Linked DNA regions of Mus musculus: region 1 is linked to region 2. The links are chromatin contacts, called in public promoter capture Hi-C maps. All regions are on one chromosome and are shown on one strand. Each heading gives the region's core, a stretch centred on a gene start, on an enhancer-like site or on the middle of the called end of the contact. The rest is flanking DNA. Distances are from core to core; before and after follow the strand shown.

Region 1 (5,949 bases), core at 301-2,800, 140 kb before region 2:
GAGCTCAAGGCCAGCCTGGTTTTCAGAGTGAGTTCCAGGCTAGCTGGGGCTAAACAGAGAAACCCTGTCTCAAAAAAAAATAAATAAAATAAGGTATCCTTATACAGAAAGATTGTTACCTGTTATCTCTGTGTTGGCCACTTTCACAGCAAATGCCAGCTGAGCTAGAGTTCTTGATTCTCAGCCTGTTAGAGGCTTCAACAAAACTCAGGTGAGGGAGTCTGTCTTTTCTCATTGCTTGATAATTCCCCTCTCTCTATTCTGCATCACAAGGAATTTACTGTCTCCTCTTAGTTGGCTAGCAGCATCAGCAATAAATCACACCCACTCCATCTGTAATTTTGTCATTTTGAAGCAGGGTCTCACTAAGCCTTGGCTAACCTGGAACACACTATGTAGACCAGGCTGGCCTCACACTTGTAGAGATCCACTTGCCTCTGACCCAATGCTGGAATTAAAGGCTGTTGTGGGGTACTCTGAAGAGAAGACTGCTAGACATGGTTTAAGCCAATAGAAAATCTTTATTAGCTGTCCAGCAACTACACTGGGTGATGGAATCCTAGTGTAGCACTGAGCCTTTTTCCAGGTGATTTTTTAAGCACTAAAACCATGTTCCGAGTTGACACACAGTTAAAAAGAAGAGTAAACCAGAAGTGGAACTAGAGAGGCTGGAAAGCAAGGTTAGTGTGTGTTGAGACTTTCCCAGCACTATATGGACTCTGATGGACTAGGCCCTTGTTTTAGTTTGGGCAGGTGGTGCTGTCTATGTGCTGCTAAGTTTTACAGCCTCATGGTACTTCCAATGTGGAGTCAGTGTGCTAAGGTCTGGTGGCCTACTAAGGTCTATGGCCCTGTTACAAGGCCAGTGACAGCTATGCCAGACCCTTTACATTACTTCTTCACTACTTTGTGTGTGTGTGTGTACACATACATATATTATGAAATGTACATATTTACTTATTTAGTGTGTGTGTGTTTAGAGGTCAGAAGACAGCTTGTGGGAATTGATTTTCCTTCCGATTTATGGATCCTGGACATCAAACTAACGTTACCAAGCTTTACAATAAACACTTTTACCGTCGGAGGCATCTCACTGGCCTTTATGAATCTCGAGAAGACCCCGAGTTTCTGATCCTCCTCCCTCTATCTCTTTGGTGCTGGGATTATAGGCTACAACAGGGTCCGACTTTGAACTCCCTACACAGCGGAGGATAGCCTTGAACTCCTAATCCTTCTTCCTAGCTTCCCTAGGGCTGGGACGAAAGGCGTGCACCTCCAAGCCCGGCACCCCTCGGATATTCTAACTTTACCTGCTGGAATTCTCTGAGAGGTGTTCTATCTGTTCAGCCCAGCACCAGCGGCCAGAATTCGGCCGCACGTGCCCACGCCACCAGGTGTTGCCCTGGCAACTGACTGCGCTCTCAGCTCAGAGAGATGACGCCAATATCCTGCGCCAGGGCTGCGCCCTCCCATGCGGCGGCCATTGGCTGGCTGGAAGATGGACGCCTTCCCGATCCAATGGATAGCGCTGATCTTCTGAGGGCGGGACGGCGCGGAACCTGCTGAGCTGGTGGTGGAGGCGCGTGGCAGAGGTGTGCGAGAGTGGGAGCTGCAGGTGCGTGCTGGGTAGGGTGGGGTGACGGGGGGTTGTCGCATCCGCCCGGGGAGACGCGGTCCTGGGCCGGGCTGTGCGTCTCTGCGCAGCTCTCCACGTGGATTTCCAGAGATCTATTCAACCACCCACCTACCCATTTACCCCTGTTGATACAGGCGACCACTTAGCCATTCGTCCACTCCTCCGTCTACTTAAACGTCCATCCACTCCTCTACCCAATTATCCATCCGTCCACCCACCTATTCATCCAGGCACCCACCCATCCATTCATCTATATCCTTCATCCACCCACCCACTTATTCATGCACCCAACAGTCCTTCCATGTATCCATTCTTACAAGTTGGGTGTGGTGGTACACAGCTGTGGTCTCAGTATCCTGAAGGCTGGGACTGAAAAAAATTGCCGCTAGCTCGGTCTAGCCATGTCTTCTAAATGAGACTCCGTTCAAAAAAAAAAAAAAAAAAAAAAAGATTCTTTGGGTTCCTTTTCTGTATCGGTGTCACTCAAGGCTCTGGGAAGAAACGGGGGCCAGAATAAGAATCCCAGATCTAGGGAGCCCAGGTTTTTGACTGTAGAAGATCTCTTACTAATGGTCTTAGGTACCATGGAGATAATTTAAGGGAGTCTTGTTCCTTCTTTGAGCTTGCTGAGGCATAGTCTTTCTGGTTTCTGCTGCTGCACTGTGTACCCCAGGCTTACCCCCCTGTCTCTGCCTTCCATCTCACCATAGGAGAGACGAGACGACAGATTCACACACTGCATCCAGCTTTTTATGTAAGTCCCAGGAATCGAACTCATATTATCAGGCTTGTTCGGCAGGTGCTTTTACCCACTGAGAACTCCTAGCCCTCTGTCTTCTTATTTCCTTGCTGCATGAAGCAGCAGTCAGTGCCTCTGGATTTCATTTCCTAAAGGACTAGTGACATTGGGCATCTTTTCATGTTCTTCACTGTTTGTTCAAGACCTTTGCCCATTCTAGAGTTTGCAGTGTGTGTGTGTGCCAGAGGTCAACTTTAGGTGGTCCCCAGCAGCCATCTACCTTGTATGTGACAGTGGACTCGACAGGCTAGGCAGGGACGGAACTCAGGTCTTCAGGCTTAGTGGCAAGCGCCTTTACCTGCTGAACCATATTGCTTTCTCCCCCTCCCCCACCACTTCTTTTGTTTGGTTTTTGTTTTGTTTTTTGAGAGAAGGTTTCTCTGTATAGCAAGCCCTGGCTGTCCTAGACTCCCTTTGTATACCAGGCTGGCTTCGAACTCACAGAGATCTTCCCACCTCCGCCTCTAGAGCTCTGGGATTAAAGGTGTGCACCACCCCACCTGGTGCCCAAATTCTTTTATTGTATAATTGCCAGAGTTATTCTGTGGTGGTGGCCATGCATGCCTTTAATCCCTAGAGGCAAAGGCAAGTGGATCTCTGTGAGTTTGAGACCAGTGTGCTCTACAGAGGGAGTTCCACAACAGCCAGGTTATGGAGAAACCCTGTCTTGAAAAGCAGAAAAACAAAAAGAGTTCTTCTCAGGCTCCACCACATGCAGATTTCCTGCCTGTAATGTGTGAGACAAGCACTGCTCTGAGTTGTCTTTACTTTCTTGCTGGCACTGTTCCCTGGGAGAAGCTTTTAAATTTTGTTTTATTATTTTCATTTATTTTTTAAAATTGCTAATGTGTGTGTGTGTGTGTATACCATGTGTGCGTAGGATCCCATGGAGCTCAGAAGAGGCGTCAGATCTCCGAGAACCGGAGTTCTCAGTGGGTAAAAGCACTTGCCGCACAAGCTTGAGGACCTGAGTTCGATCCCTGGGACTTACATAAAAAGCTGGATGCAGTGTGTGAATCTGTCATCTTGCCTCTCCTATGGCGAGATTCGAGGTGGTGATAGGAGAGTTCCAGGTAGCTGTGAGCCACCGTGTGGATGCTGGGAACTGAACCTAGGTCCTTTGCAAGAGTTGTAAGTACTCTTAACCTATGAGCCATCTCAATAGCTCCTTTCTATTTCTATTTTTAAGTGTGTGTGTGTGTGTGTGTGTGTGTGTGTGTCCAGAGGTGTTGGATCTGGAGCAGGAGTTACAGTTGATTTTGAGCTGCCTGAGATGGGTGCTGCCAACTTGGGTCTTCTGCAAAAGCTGGTAACCAGTGAGCCTCTCTCCAGCCCAAGGACAGAAGGTTTTAGTTATGAGGTAGTCCAGCTTATTTTTCTCTTGACTATCTAGTTATTGGTATTTATTTAATGTATGTGAGTACACTGTAGCTGTACAGATGGTTGTTGGGAATTGAATTTTTAGGACCCCTGCTTACTCTGGTCAACCCCGCTCGCTCAGGCCCAAAGATTTATTTATTATTATACATAGGTACACTGTAGCTGTCTTCAGACACACCAGAAGAGGGCGTCAGATCTCATTACAGGTGGTTGTGAGCCACCATGTGGTTGCTGGGATTTGAACTCAGGACCTTTGGAGGAGCAGTCAGTGCTCTTACCCCCTAAGCCATCTCGCCAGCCCTAGCTCCTGGTATTTTACCTGAGAGAACACAGTGTTCTCCAGGGCCATGAGGGCTCATCCCTGGAGAGTCTAGCAATCGTAGGCTGACCTGTTAAATCCAACTCCCAGCTCTCAGGAGGCAGAGGCAGGCGGATCTCCGTGAGTTCAAAGTCAGCCTGGTCTATATTGTGTATAAACAGAAGTGTATTAGGCTTGGACTCTTTGACATGTGGGGCTTGGTCCGCCCTGCGTGAGTTCTGAGTGCATACTCACTTCCCCCGTGACTCTTCAGCAGTCTTCCAGCAGCTGGTGGATAGAGTGCTCTTTGAATTGTCACGGTACCCTTGTTGAAAGTCACTTGACCACAAACAAACGCAGATGCTCACTAGAACAAACCCTCATTGCCTCAGTTGGGAGCTGCTGTCTCTTAGAACCTGGTAACATTAGAACCATCTTCTTCGCAAATAGACTTCCTGGTTAACTTTTTAACGCTAACTTCCAGGGTGAACGCAGGCCTCGCTTCTCTCCTAAGTGGTGTGTAAATATTTGCTGAACTTGCCTTATTTCTCTGACGAGGTAATTGGCTGGCGTCACCACCCCTATTTCCAGTGTCCCTGTGTCAACATTTTCTCCTTCTTTTAAGATTTCTTATTACATTGTTAATTGAAATTTGTAGCCTCTGGTTTCAAATATTCTTCTTCTTCTTTTTTTTAACGGAGGAGGCTTAATTAAAAAAAATAGAGAGAGCTTGGAGTTTTCTGATTTAGAATAGTATAGTATTATTTCTGTGTGCTGTCGTCAGAGACTGACTGCCCCAGCGGAACAGGGCTGCCCTGATGACATTACCTCACACACGAGGGCTATATGACTGCGGATTTATTCTCTGGGGTGTTCTCAGCTTCTAGATCTCTTCCATCCTTCATGCTGACCCTCCTCTTTTTTTTCGTCTTTTCCTTTCTTTCCTTTCCTTTTTTGTACTAGGGATTAAATCTGCCACCTTTCTTTCTAACCACTAAGTTGATCTCCAGCCTTATAATCAATCTTGGTTTTGTTTTGTGGTTTTAAGTTCTCACTTTTGAGTTCCAGGCTGGTTCTGAGCGTCTTATGCTCCTCCGTACTTCTGCCTCCTGAGTGCTGGGATTGCAGATGTGTGCCACCACGTGAGGCAGGCTCACAGTTTAGGATGATGGCCTGGAGCTAGTGACAGTCCTCCTGCCTCAGCCTCCCAGTGGCACGTGCCACCATCCCTGTCTTGCATGTTGGTTGGTTTTTCACTCATGGGCTTCTTTTTTTCCTACTGTGTGAGGACCATAGGATTGGATTTATCTCAGTGCCTCAAATCTAGCTAGCTTCACTTAGTCCTTAGGAGTATCTTGGGGCTCTGCGCCAGCTCAAAGAACACCTCAGGCCCCTGAGGGTCTTTCAGCTTCTCCTGACTGGGGCATAATACTGGTCATAGCTTGCATAGGGGTGTGACTTCGCCTAGATTTGGAAAAGATGGAACTGCCCCCTAATATGTACTAATTAAGGAATAGGCAGATTTCTACTTTGAAACCTGATGATAGTCAGTAAAAATGGTGTTGTGCTTAACCATTTTTTTTGAGACAGGGTCTCTCTACAATACTTGCTGTCCTGGAAGTCTCTATGTAGACCAGGCTAACCCAGAACTTCCAGAGAGCCACCTGCTTCTGCCTCCCAAACGCTGGGATTAGAAGAGTGTGTCACTGTATCTGGCTGTTGCTCTCAATCTTTCCAGCCAGTGTTGCTTTTGAGTTAGAAGTGCAGTCTCGGGTGTTGTGGCCCAGGCCTGCCATCCCTAGTGGAGGCTGTAGGCTCACAAGTTCAAGTCCAACT
Region 2 (5,199 bases), core at 2,570-5,069:
CAGATGTCTGCTGTGGGGTCTTTCAGTAGCCTGGCCTTGTCTTCATCTCCCTCAGAAACCTCGGTTTCTCTATCCTGGCCCGAGATTTGGGTTCCATCCAACTGTCCTTCGCCCTGGGTAGGCCACAGAGTCTCTCTATCCAGTAACTACTGTCTCTTGTGGGACATTGATGATAAAGCCGTCATCATACTGACTTCCTGTCCCATTATGTGTAGCTGAGGGAGGTCACAGCTCCCAGGAGCACCTGAGCCATGACACTAAACATTCATATCCAACAAGGGTACCTGGAAAGCAGATGCGTTAAAGGGTCCCCACCATTCCAACATCTGGGAGTCTAGGGTTGAGCCAGACTAGGGTACCCATCTCAGACTGGGGAACCCACTTTTTTGTTTGTTTGTTTTTTCAAGACAGGGTTTCACTGTGTAGCCCTGGCTGTCCTGGAACTCACTCTGTAGACCAGGCTGGCCTCAAACTCAGAAATCTGCCTGCCTCTGCCTCCCAAGTGCTGGAATTAAAGGCGTGCGCCACCACGGGCACATACTTTTAATCCCAGTACTCAGGCTGAGAGTTTGAGGTCATCCTGAGCCTGGTCTCAGAGCAAGCTCCAGGAAAGGCAGGGCTACACAGAGAACACCTGTCTCGAAAAATCAATCAATCAATCAATAACAAACAAGCAAATAAGAAGCCAAGCCACTGGGACTGGAGAGATGCCTCAGCCGCTCTCCTGCAGGGGATCCAGTTTCAGTTTCCAGCTCCCATATGAGCTCATAGCTGTCTGCAATTCTAGCTGCAGAGCATATGACACCCTCTTCTGGTATGTGCAAGCACCAGGCGTGCATGAGGTACACATATAAACATATAGACAAGACCCTCTTATACTCATATAAATTTTTACATCTTAAAAAAGAAAGTCGGGGCTGGAGAGATGGCTCAGCGGTTAAGAACGCTGACTGTTCTTCTGAAGGTCCTGAGTTCAAATCCCAGCAACCACATGGTGGCTCACAACCACCTGTAATGAGATCTGACGCCATCGTCTGGTGTGTCTGAGGACAGCTACAGTGTACTTACACACAATAATAAATAAATCTTAAAAAAAAAAAAAAAGTCAAGCCAAGAAGCTGGAAAGATGGCTGTCAGTAAAGTTCCTGTTGTGCTAGCATGAAGACCTGAACTTGGATCCTCAACACTCATGGAAACCTTGGCTCTATAAGTCTAACACTGAGGAGGAAGAACTAGAGCATCCCTGGGGCAAGCTGGCTAGCCAGCCTGGCTGAACTGGTCAGCTCCAGGGTTCAGTGAGAGACCCTGTCTCCCCAAATAAGGAACGAAGTGATAGAGGAAGTTACCCAACATCAACCTCTGGCCTCTACATACATGTGCACTGCACACACAATGCACATGTATACATGCTTACACCACACACACAATGAATCAAACAAGAAGCAGATGTTTCACCCCCCCCCCCTCGAGCTTTCTTCATGGCCCATATCAGTTCTTGCGTTGTGACCTTAGAAACAAACCCTGTCAGGGGACCATCAGCTTGTGATAATGAGAAAGGAAACTGTTGGGAGACAGGGCTCGCCTCTGCCTTCCTCAGAGCAAGGACAGCTGCCAGCACGGCTGGGTCGCACGATGGGACTTCTGGGTCCTTGCACAATTCCTTACTCAGGGTTTCACAGCACAAGCAGGCAGTGGAGAGGGGAGGCAGGGGGCTGTCACTGGTCCTTAGAGACCAGCTACTAGGCTGGAGTGGCCATCCTGACTTTCAACAGCTCTGGGCTCAGTTCCCAGCCTCTGAGCCTCTGGTGGCAGCTGCTTGAAGACCTACTGTGTGTAAGTTCCTGCACTCACTGGGTGCTGCAGGAGGCACTCAGCCGTCTGAGGCACTTCCTACCCAGTGTGGCCATATGCTCTGAGGAGGCAGACGCCTGGCCTCTGGTTAGATGCCCAACCCAGGCCTGGGAAGTGCTAGGGTATTGGGGCTGGGGTCTACAGCCGAGACCTGGACAGCAGAGGAGAGGACTGGAAGGGCAGAGAAGAGGAAAGCTCAGATGGGTGAATCATCTTTGCTGGCAGCAACACAGGCCTGAGACGGCAGGGTGCAGGCTCAGGCCTTGCTGCCTTTGAGCTGTCCTTGATAGGCCTCGGTCTGGCCCCAGGAAGGAGCTTCCTCACTGACAATTTGTTCTCTTTAGGGAGATGGGGTCTGTGTCTCTTTGTCTCTCGGGTTTGCTGTCACTCTAGTTCTGTCATGCATACGTGTGCCTCAGTTTCCCTGACTATAAAATGGGGGTTGAATAAGAAAGCATAGGTGGCACTCCATGCTTGTTATTTGAGCACTCAAGAGACGGTGGCAGGATTGCTGCAAGTCTGAGACTGACTGGATTACTAGAGACCTGGGACACAACTACTACCATTAGTCTATTTTTGTCTTGATTCTGTATTTTTGTTGCTTGTTTGTTTGTTTGTTTTTAAAGACTGGGTCTCGTATAGTCCAGGTTGTTCTCCTCATACTAGATGTGTAGCTGAGGATGGCCTTGAACAGCGGATCCTCCTGCCTCGACCTCCTGGGCACTGAGAGTAGAGGCATCCGTCAGTACTCCTAGGTTCTGTGGTGCCGAGGACACAATACGCAGCTCGGTGAATGCTGGGTAAGCTCTCTATCCATTGAACCACTTCCCCAGCCCCCAGCAGTCTGCATTTTGCTTCATTCTCCAAGCTCCTGCTGTGTGCCAGGTCTGGAGCCAGGCTCCAGTAGGCTTCAGGAGAAAAACATTAGATCCGTTAAACAACAAGCCTACAGCGCCACCGGCCTCAAGACCTCCAAAATGTGCATTGGGGCAGGTTGCATGTTCTGTCTCCTGATCCCAAAACAAGTTCTGCAATGGCATGACAGCCAGGTCAGGAGGGACAGATGCCCCTGGCAAGACAACAGCCTCAGCAGAGGGCCACCAGGTGGAGTCGGCCAGGATTGCAAACGTTCATGACATCAAAGTAGACACTCAGAAAGACAATGTGCAGTAAAGCAGCATGACATACGTGGTGGGACAAAACGGACCCTTCCTCCCCAGGAAGCAAGAGAGAGCATAACGAAGAGGCTAGGGTCCCAACAACCTAACTTCCTCCCAGTAGCCCTGACCACACTATAGCATCACCGTGGGGACTGTGCCCTTAACCCAGGGGCCTTTGCGGGGCAGGGAACACTGTGGGGCCAAATCATAGAGCAACCAACACCCTGGCTGTGACATATTAGCAGGAGTAGACTCTCAGGAGGCTTTGGAGATGGCTTTCATTTCTCAGTTGGGTGTGGCCATTGGCTTCTAAATGGCTACTATTGCGTTTATAATGGAGAAAATGGAATTTGAAAAGAAATGCTAGGGCCAGTTAAAGAAGCAGACACCCGGCTCTGGGAGGGAGCGGGCCAGAGATCAGGAAGGGTGTGGCCAGTTCTTGTCCTATCTCTTGGAGATGAGACTATAGACTTGGACACGTGTGAGGGTGGAGCCCTTCGATCCTTTTAGTACTGGAATTTGTCATTCATAGGTAGGGCTAGCCTGAGCTGCCCGCGACCTCAGCTTCAACCCAACAGGCACGCTTGCGTGTTGGGTGGCCCATCCTTCCGCAGCGCGGGTTCCCTGCGACCCCGCCCCAGGTGGACCCGTTGAGGCCGGGCTCTCCAAGAGGCCGCTCCCTGTCCGCGCCGCTGGGGGCCGCCCGCGGGCCGCGCCGTCCCGGGCGCGCCGTGCGTTACTCCCCGGTCCCCGCGCGCGCAGCTCCGCTCAGGGCGGCCCCGCGCGGCGACACGATCGGGGCCGGCGCGCGGGCTGAGCGGTGGCGATGGCGCAAGGCGGGCGGCGGGCGCGCGGCGCGGGGCCCTAGCGGGGCGGGCGTGCTCGGGACGGCGCGGTGGCCGCGCAGCCATGGCCGGGGAGCGGCGCCGGGCGCTGCTGGAGCTACTGACGCGGCCGGGGAACACGCGCTGCGCTGACTGCGGAGCCCCGGGTAGGTGCGGGACGGGCGGAGGCGCGGGGTGCGGCCGGGTGGACAGGACTGCGTGGGGGGCGCGGGGGATGGGGACGCGCCACGCGCTGGGTCCTGGCTGGGTTGGGGCGCGGCCCGGGTGCACCTGCCGGCGTCAGGGACTGGCAGTGGTGAGGCGCAGCATCCGGAGGGCACCTCGCGGGCTCCGTGCGACCTGTGCCGCCGACTCCCCTCCCCCGCCGGGCTGCGTGTCACGCTGTCACCCGCAGCCGCCTCCCCTCCCCAGCCTTGCGAAACCTTGGCGTCTCGGGGTATTAAAAAAAAAGAGGAAATCAGCAGGGGCGGTTGGCTTGCAAGGAAAGCGGCCAGTGAGCCCAGGGTGTCTGCCAGGGAGTATGGGGTCCACCTGGTTCCCAGCTACCTGGAGATGACGTCATGGCATCCCTGCCTGGGGCCACCGTCTTGTACAGACTCAAGGCTGGGGGAGGATGCAGAGCCTTGGGTGGCCCTGTGAGGACATTCTGGCCATGTGCCTTTGGCTCTCTCTACCTAGCTTCTCTGGGATCAGGACAGTCGGGGACAGGTGGGAGTCATAGACGCATATGTCAGACATCTTCCAGACTTTGTCCCTTGGTTGCTCCAGGTTTGGAAGGATTTGTAGGGGCCAGAACACAGGGGCTCAGGATTGGCTATGGAAAAAGGGCCGGGTTCTCTGACCAGCTGGCAGGCTCTGAGAGCTGGCCCTCCCAGGCCGATCCTATCTGGGTATGCAGGTGGGGACAGGGCATTTCAGGGATATCAGGGGGCCCTAGCATGAACCCCTCAGAACATACCAGGAATCAATTCCTTGGGGACTTAACTCTATCTCCCTGAGATGCAGGCGGAAAGCCTGCAGTCTGTAAATAGGACCTCCTTCCCATCTCTCCCCCACATCCCCGCCTCTGGGCTGAAGAGTGCCAGCCTGAGGCTGAGAATCTGCTAGCCAATAGTAAGTGCATGCCACCCCAGGGGCCCTGGTGTCCCTGGGAGGAGACATTGACCAAGCTTCAGTGGGAAGTAGGCAAGATGAAGTAGCCCTTTCCTGGTCTCTTGGGGCACCGCAGGGCCCTGACGGTGGTGCAGCGGGGTGGTGCCTCCCTGGTGCTATGTGGTACTGCTGCCAGCTGGCCTGGCTCAGTGGACTCTCCCCACCTCCCTCTCTCAGACCTGCCTTTCAAC

What was found. Promoter capture Hi-C pulls out the DNA fragments that hold promoters and counts their contacts.
Region 1: a promoter capture Hi-C map of second pharyngeal arch cranial neural crest shows a contact between it and region 2. The contact joins the promoter of 3110082I17Rik here to the promoter of Adap1 in region 2. A contact is called at or near these places in 20 of 39 promoter capture datasets (3T3-L1-derived adipocytes, the C10 cell line, the HPC-7 cell line and 15 more), 7 of 484 Hi-C or Micro-C datasets (Sertoli cells, bone marrow-derived macrophages, cerebellum and 4 more), 5 of 115 datasets of contacts at active chromatin or transcription factors (bone marrow-derived macrophages, embryonic midbrain, embryonic stem cells and 1 more) and 3 of 9 other capture datasets (adipose tissue, liver and pancreatic islet).

The regions. Positions count from the first base shown.
Region 1 is chr5:139,456,135-139,462,083 of GRCm38.p6, reverse strand. It overlaps 3110082I17Rik (RIKEN cDNA 3110082I17 gene), which reads left to right and starts at 1,550. Exons shown (of 5, transcript NM_028469.3): 1 at 1,550-1,615.
Region 2 is chr5:139,324,084-139,329,282 of GRCm38.p6, reverse strand. Adap1 (ArfGAP with dual PH domains 1) reads left to right here and starts at 3,819. Exons shown (of 11, transcript NM_172723.4): 1 at 3,819-4,002. The coding sequence starts at 3,921.